2 separate regions of the Sus scrofa genome follow, and region 1 is linked to region 2. The links are chromatin contacts, called in public Hi-C maps. All regions are on one chromosome and are shown on one strand. Each heading gives the region's core, a stretch centred on a gene start, on an enhancer-like site or on the middle of the called end of the contact. The rest is flanking DNA. Distances are from core to core; before and after follow the strand shown.

The links. Hi-C and Micro-C count contacts between places; a contact is called where the count stands out from the background.
Region 1: a contact with region 2 is called in a Hi-C map of skeletal muscle, with 6 times the contacts expected there. The contact joins two enhancer-like sites. A contact is called at or near these places in 5 of 47 Hi-C or Micro-C datasets (fetal heart ventricle, heart right ventricle, mesenchymal stem cells and 2 more).

Annotation. Positions count from the first base shown.
Region 1 is chr5:32,283,271-32,287,295 of Sscrofa11.1, forward strand. The region is part of intron 2 of LOC102166619 (a long non-coding RNA gene); the gene reads right to left. Among named protein-coding and RNA genes, the nearest start is that of IFNG, 200 kb to the right of the region's middle. Within about 2 kb of position 2,206, at least 1 of the 83 cell types and tissues checked has an H3K27ac peak or open chromatin away from gene starts, as enhancers often do. A contact at or near this core is called in skeletal muscle, where this site is marked.
Region 2 is chr5:31,940,965-31,944,963 of Sscrofa11.1, forward strand. No RefSeq gene overlaps it. Among named protein-coding and RNA genes, the nearest start is that of DYRK2, 100 kb to the right of the region's middle. Within about 2 kb of position 2,322, at least 18 of the 83 cell types and tissues checked have an H3K27ac peak or open chromatin away from gene starts, as enhancers often do. A contact at or near this core is called in skeletal muscle, where this site is marked.

The sequences.
Region 1 (4,025 bases), core at 956-3,455, 340 kb after region 2:
CGGAGGGTTGAGGACTGAGGAAAGCAGAAAATGACCCTGAGGATGGTTGGCATTTTTACAGGATCTCCCCTAAAGCCAAGAAACGATAGTGGGATTGCATGCAGGTGTGGGAACTATCCGGGGGAGAAGAAAAGCACTGTGTAGTATCCTTAAATAAAACTGATACCAAAGGTCTTTACTTTATGAAAGCCTTCTGTTACTTATATTTTTAACATTTAAGGATACAAGGACAAAAATCAGATACATGTTAATACTTAACAGCCCAACTTTCAACTGGTGCTTTACCCTAAATGATACTGGACAAGGAGTAATTGCTTATTAATATTTTTAGTGAAAAGCCCGACATTTTCAAGTTATGCTACAAAAGTCATTAATGTTAAAATAAAAATACACAGTACAATATACAGAGATTTAATACCAAACCTTAAGCCTCCTTACCAGAAAAAGGTAAGACTGTTTTATTTCCCTCAGAACAGAATCTGATCTGTGTGCTCTCTTTTCCCATGGAATTATGTTGAATAAAGACTTGCTTGACCCAATGACATTATGCAGTTGAAGTATTCTGTCACTATCAACATTAGTGACAACAACAACATTTATTAAAATCAATGTATAAAAACACTATAAAATGGTTCAAAACCAAGATGGATTAGTAGACTCATGCAAGGAATAACAGATAAATAGACATGTGACAGTGGAAGTGGTGTACACTCTTCAGGGTAGAATCGAGGTGATGGGTCCTCGGATGTTTACTTCAAAATCCTTTCAACTATGCTGTATGTTTTAAAGTTTTCCTAGTGACATACTGGGGAAAAGAGTCAGTGGGAAGCAAAACAAAATAATTCTCTGATTAAAAAAATATTATTAAGGCATGGGATTTTTCCAAAATTGTTTTACCAGATACTTATTTTCTACAACTTAAATAAAAATCAAAGACAGTTTCAAGAGGCCTTTCCTAATATTGACAATGAATAAACTCAACACGGGATGACTTTCAATGAAAAAAAATCTGAATTATATATTTACCTGAATTATCTTTGTATGTATACACATGTGTACATATGCCCGTATATGTATGTATGTTTGTACGTATGTATGTATACATATGTTTGCACATATGTATTAGAAGATGTGGAGAATGAAGAAATGTTAAAGAATAAGAGAAAGGAACCATGAAAAACTGCAAAAACTTGAAAGAGATCTGAAAGATGAGGTTTGATCATTTTAGATTAGAAAAGCAACCCCCTCCCCCCCCAAAAAAAATTCTAAAATATGTCAGAGGTGGCCCTGGATGAACTGTTTGGTAACTGTAACATGCAAGATGAATATGAATATGCATTTTCCATGTTTCTGCCAGGGTCAGCAGGATTTAATATTGACTCGTTCTCCCTGGCTGTGAGTCAGATTCCCTGGTGAGACACTGAAGAATTCACTCCTCTAAAGCTCTGATTCAGTACATCGGGGATGAGGTTTGGGCATCTGTATTTTTAATGCCTAAGGAGATTCCCAGGCACAGCTGGTTTTGAGCACTATTCCCTTGCCCCTGAAGCTGCAGACAGCAAATTATTTCTTAGTCATGAGAGCAGCGGACCTATAAATTTCTCTTTAAATTATTAGTCCTTGCTGTTCTTTCCTCCCATTTCGTGCAGCTCTGTTCTGTTAGGTGAAAGGATGTTATTTTCTCCAGGGCCCCAGTACACCGTCATTTCACACTTGAAGAGAATACTTTTATAAAATCTAAATGTGGTCTTTTATTTTATTTTTTTTTTAAGACTTGAGGGAGAGAAGAGGAAGGTGGTCAAACAGGGTTTCCGAAGAGGACATAAACATGTAGGGAGAGGGGAAGAGAAGATGGTATTGGTTCACAAGCCCTGGGGAAACACTTTTCTCTTTCGTCATGTTGAAGAACTCTTTAGAGATCTGAGGTAGCATATTATCAGCCAGTGGGCTTCAGAAGAGAGGAGGGTGTGCCTGCAAGAGGCCCGGTTTATGCCTATGGTGCCAGTATAATTGTTAACGACGTCCCTTTTCATTCTTAAAAATACCCTGACTTTAGATTTTAAGATCACCCTCCAAGGTTAAATAAGTAAGAGTGTTGTGGGGATCAGATTATAACTGTAGACTTGGCAAGGTTCTTAACCTCTGAGCCTTTGCACCTTCATTTGTACACTGAGAATGCTATCTTCAAGATTGCCAAGTGGGTTAAACCAAGGTGAAATGCCTGGCTCTGTCTGGCACTGTGTAGGGGCTCAAAAAAGCAGCAGTGCTTTATACTATGGCTTGGAATCCAGCCTGCCTGAAGTCGAATCTAGACTCCGTCACCTCTGAGCAATGTGCCTTGGAATGATTTTGTTGCCCTCTCAATTCCTTACTTTTTTATCTATAAAACGGATGTAAAGAGAGTCCTAGCCTAGCCAAGGGTATTGTAAGGATTAAATGAATTAGAATATACACAGTGCTTTGAACAATCCCTGGCACACAGTGGATTCTCAATAAATGTAATATATTATTATTATTAATCTAAAGAAATTTAGGTTTTTTAATCTAATCTTGTGGATAAAATGACACCTCAATTTGAAGGTGTCTTTTTGCAGTACGAAAATATTTAGGGTAAAATTATGACTCATAAATTGCTGTCTTCCATTTTGACCTTGGCCATTCTACTATTTTGTATTCATGAACTAGAGCTGTTTTTGTTCCTTTTAAAATTTTGTTTGTGGGTACTTTTGTTTGTTCTCTTACATGAGCACTCAGAACCTCTTTCAGTTTGTTCTCTTACTGTAGTTACTATCTTGATTCCCATTCTAGTAATGTGGGACCCCACGGGGTTCCATCTGGGCGTGACTTTGCTACCCCTGCCTTAGTGACATAATGGGTTGGGGAAGGAATAAAAGACCACATGTTAAACTGGAGACTGTGCCCAGAAGCTAACCTCAGTTGACTGCAAAGCATCCATTTCAACCAAAGTTTTTAGACCAATTGAACTAGGAGGAAACAGCATCTAAGTATAGGGAGTAGGAGGCTTAGAATTTTTCATGAAAACTTCCAAATTCAAAGTTCATAACTCATAATTCTTTCTCTTTATGGACATAAAATAAGATAATAGGATAATATCCCAGAGTAATATATATTCATATAGGTATATCTTTCAATGCATGGTCAAGTGGAAAATTAATAAAATTAAACACATCAATGTTTACTGGACCAAGTAAAACATTTTGTATATTGTTTTGTTAGCTCACATTCAACTATCAGTGTAGCTACTTTTACTGGATCAAAGAAACATGCATAACTTATAACCAGTTTATTGAAAGGGACACAGACAGAAAGCAAGTTTATTTTTAAAAATAACCTCTCAACTTTTCTTCCCTACTCTTGGATGAAACCTTGGTCATTTATGTCAAATGTAACTCTCATTTTCAACACACACACACACACACACACACACACACACACACACACACACAACCCAGTCAGAGAGTACTATGAAAAATTCAAACTCTCATCTAATTTATTTATTTATTTTTTTGTCTTTTGTCTTTTTTTTAGGGCCGCACCGGTGGCATATGGAGTTTCCCAGGATAGCGGTCTAATCAGAGCTGCAGCTGCTGGCTACAGCCACAGCCACAGCCACGCCAGATCCGAGCCTCATCTGCAACCTACACCACAGCTCATGGGCAATGCCGGATCCTTAACCTACTGAGCAAGGCCAGGGACCAAACCCTCAATCTCATGGTTCCTAATCACATTCATTTCTGCTGAGCCACAATGGGAACTTCAATTTATTTCCTTATTTTAATATTTTTTCTTTTTTTCACTGCCCCATAGCATATGGAATTCCTGGGCGGGGATCAGAGCTGAGCTGCAGTTGCCAACTAAGCCACAGCTGCGGCCAACATCGGATCCTTAACCCACTATGCTGGGCTGGGGACTGAACCTGCATCCTAGCACTCCCAAGATGCCACTAATCCCATCACACCATGGTGGGAACCCCTTGTCTAATTTAAAACCTTTCCCTTTCCCTG
Region 2 (3,999 bases), core at 1,072-3,571:
TTTCTTCTCTTGCGTTCAACAGCATCTCTCACTTCTGGCCTCCCATCCCATTCCCCCACCTCCTCACATTCTACCTTTCAGACTCTGAGGAGCTTTCCATTCCCCAGCCCACCAAGCTTTTTTGAGCTCAGCCCGAGTTGAAGCTTTGCCTGTAACACCCCCCTTCCCGCCCTGCCCCAACCCGCCCCTCCCCTCCCCTCCCCTCCCCTCCTCGGAGAACACCTAACAGTCACTCAACTCTCAATTTAAGAATCACCCTCTTTATTAAAAACTACTGATCCCTATTTGCGAAAATCAGCTTTCCCGTTGACGTATACCTTTGCCAGCATGTATTTACGAAACCCTTGGTCGTGCTTATTTGCTCGCAGGGGCAGAGCCTGACCTGCTCTGGCCTCTCCTCTCTCCTCTTTCCCACACTGCCTGTTGCATGATTCGTGTTCAGTAATTGAATGCGTCATTCATCCGTGGATCCGCAGGCTCCCCTACATGATAACTCAGGCGATGAGGCCCTGGAAGGATCACAGAGATCAGAGCCTTCAAACCCTTCTTTTCATTGCTGGGGAAACTGAGACCTGAGAGGCGAAATCTGCTGATTCGCAGGCAGAGAGGAGGGCTGGATAGACGCTTAGAGCACAGGACTCCCGCCTGCCCTAAGTGCCAGTTCCAAAACCCACGCTGCTTTCCGGGATGGTGGAGGGTGGGGAAGGAAAATCGCTCAGACGCTTTGTGCTGTGTTTTGTTTCTGTGGTGCTTTCATAATTTTGGTAAAGATATTTTTAAGCCAGAGCACGGGGCGGTTCAGTGTTCATTACCCAACTTGGCATTTTCCTCCTGTGCGCAGAGCCGCTCAGAGCCTTATCTAGCCCTGTAACCACATCCCCTGCTGGGTCTAATGCTAAATCAACACGTCAGTTAAAAGCAAACACTCACAGGTGTGCAGCCCAGGGAGCTCAGGAGGGTGTTTATTTTAACACACAGGTTGGTGAACCGGGTTTGGTGAAGTGGGGGAATAGACCTTATTAGGACATGGGCACACCCCAGGAGCCCAAGCCTGAGGCACTGGGAGGGTTGCCAAAGGCGAGCAAGGGTTGGAGCCGCCCCTTGAAAATCAAGTCCCTTATAGTGGAATCCCAAATGTGACACTACATGAATGTACTTATGACACAGACTCAACAGACACAGAAATTTAGGGTTACCAGAGGGGAAACGCGGGTGGGGAGGGATAAATTCGGAGCTTGGGTTTAACAGATACACACTACTACATATAAAAGAGATAAACAACAAGATTCAACTATAGAGCAGGAGGAACTATATTCAAATCCTGTAATAAACCATAATCAAAAGAAATATGTACATGCGTAACAGAATCACAATGCTGAACACCGGGAAACTAACACAATATTATAAATCAACTATAATTCAATTAAAAGAAGACGAAGATCAGGTATGCCTGTGAGATGGCTGCAGAAGTGGGTTCTACTAGTTACATGAACAGCACCCATCAGGCACTTCCTAGAGCTCTGTGGGCCCTCTGAGGAGGGGTCCAGAGAAGGGTGACTGGTGTCCACACGCTCTGCCATCCTTAGTCACAGCATCTGATGGGGACTGGGACCAGCAAAGGTCTGCTCAGGACAGGAGCTGTCATAAGATCTTATCTCAGAGGAAAAGGAGATCTCATTGTTGCTTTACTCCTGAGGCTGCCTCCCTGGGCTCCCCTGAGCCAGGTGACTAGGGGATGGTGAGTAATGATAATTATCAATGAGAACCAGCCCGGACGAAGCACTTACTGCATGCTAGGCTGCCCTAAGCGCTTCCTAGGAGCTACGGGACTTAAGCCTTGCCTCCACCCTATTAGACAGAAAGGCTTATCAGTGTCCTCTCCTCTTTACAAGTAAGGAAATGAAAGTATCCAGGGATATATTAAAATCACTCAAGGTTATGGAGCTAGCAGGTTTGTGGTGGAGCCATAGTTCAACTTTAGGTCATTGGTTTCAGAGTGTGTGTTCTCAGACCTTTGAGATATTGACTCAGCTTTGGGCTGTTGATCTGATGGTTCTCAAACTTGGCTGGACATTAGAATTTCCAATATCAGGGCCTGCCTCCAAATATCCTAATTTATATGCTTTGGGGTTGCCTGGGTATTAAAAAAAAAAATACACACGCATTTGTGTGTGTGTTGTAATCCGATTAGCTTTAGGCATTTAAAGAGTGCAGCTGGCTTGGGTAGGAATTCCCACCACGCTCTCCGAGGTAAGTATTAAGGAGGGCTGGGCAGACAGCACTGGAAGCCCAGCCAAGGAAGGTCTGGTACTGGTGTGACGCAATGACTAAGTCTCGGGAAGAGGGCCAGAAGGAAGGCAGAGGTGGCCCAAAGGGGTGCTAGAGAGACAAGAAAGCCGTTTGAGGCTGATTTCCCCATTTGCCAGGGGTGGGCCATGGAGAGGAGCCAATGGAGACGAATGAGGGGGAGCTGGTGACCACCTTCACCGCTGCACAGACGGTTCTTGGAACTCACCAGTACTACGGAGAATTCCAGTTCCCAGAAAGGTGTTTTAAGAGAGAGTCGTGCCCTGTAAATCACATCTGTTGAAGCTACCAGGGGGTATTTAGGGATCTGAAGCACAATTTGCAGGAATCTATTGAAAACAGGGGGCTTGGGCTGGAGTCAGCCTACATTCCTTGCAAGTAATGTTCTCGCCCTGGAGGGGCTGCTCCCCGTGGAGACACAGGCTTTAAAATGATGAAATTTCTGTTGCTTAAGGACAAATTGAAACATTTTAAGATAGAAAAAAAGGCAGTCATAATTTTATCACCGAAATGTAACGATTATTATTTCAAATGTTCCTTTATGTTGTTGTTTTTCCTGGGCATCATTTTTTCAACACAATGTTGATCATAACAATATTATAGCCTGCTCTTTCACTTAACACAGTGTTTATTCCTTGCATCAATTTATTTCCTTCCTAATAATTATACTAGCAGTGGCCAGTTATTACTGGGTTTCTGAAAACTGAATAATCTGTGAACTCATTCTATGGAGAATAAACATTTGCCTGAACATCCACTGCAACTAGGAATTGTTTCTTAGGTTTACTTATTTAAATATATAAAGCCTAAAACCAGGGATAAACTTCTTTACCACTTGCAAACAACCATGAAGTCTAAACGATTTTATGTGTTAGAAACAAAACTCCAAAATAAATAAATTTCAAGACAATAATATTAATAAACATGACAAGCACTGTTTTGTGAGTTGATTGTTGTTCACGATGGAAGCACGAGGCCCTCTTGGTGCTATAGGACCAGGGCTGTGGGACCGCTTAGTCCTCCACCAGTTTTCTCTGTTCTGAACCCTTTGAATATTCATGCACACAACCCACAGGCATCATGGGCCTTCATCTGCAATGGATGCTTCCTTTATATAACTCTAATTTTCTTCTATCCTCTCTAGCTCTTGACAATTCAAGTAATACCACCTGTTGCCGTGTGATTGTACACGTAGATTCCAAGTTGGGGTCTAAAATAAATCCAAATGGGTCTTTGGCATCCTACATATGGCTATATTGACTTCCAATTACAATTGACAGGTAAACACAAATGTAAAATTGTTTCATAGGGAATTCCACATCCAGAGGATTCATCATCAGACCTAGCATGTTGACAAACAGTGTTTATTGATTTCCTCTCTTATGCCAAGTGGCTTATCTAAAACCACTCACTCACCCTAACAACATTTAATTCCCATTTCACAGATGAGGTCATTGAGGTTTTTAAGGGTTATGAAAATTGAAGCACATGAAGCTGTCACGTAGAGGAGCTATTAATCTTTTTTTTTTTTTTTGGCCATGCCTACAGCATGAGAAAGTTCCTGGGTCAGGAATCGAACCTGTGCCATATCAGTGACAACCACAGATCCTTGACCTCTAGGGCCCTGTCAGAAAACTCTGGAGGAGCTTAATTCTAACCTCCATCTCTGTCATTCACAATCCATTCCCTGGA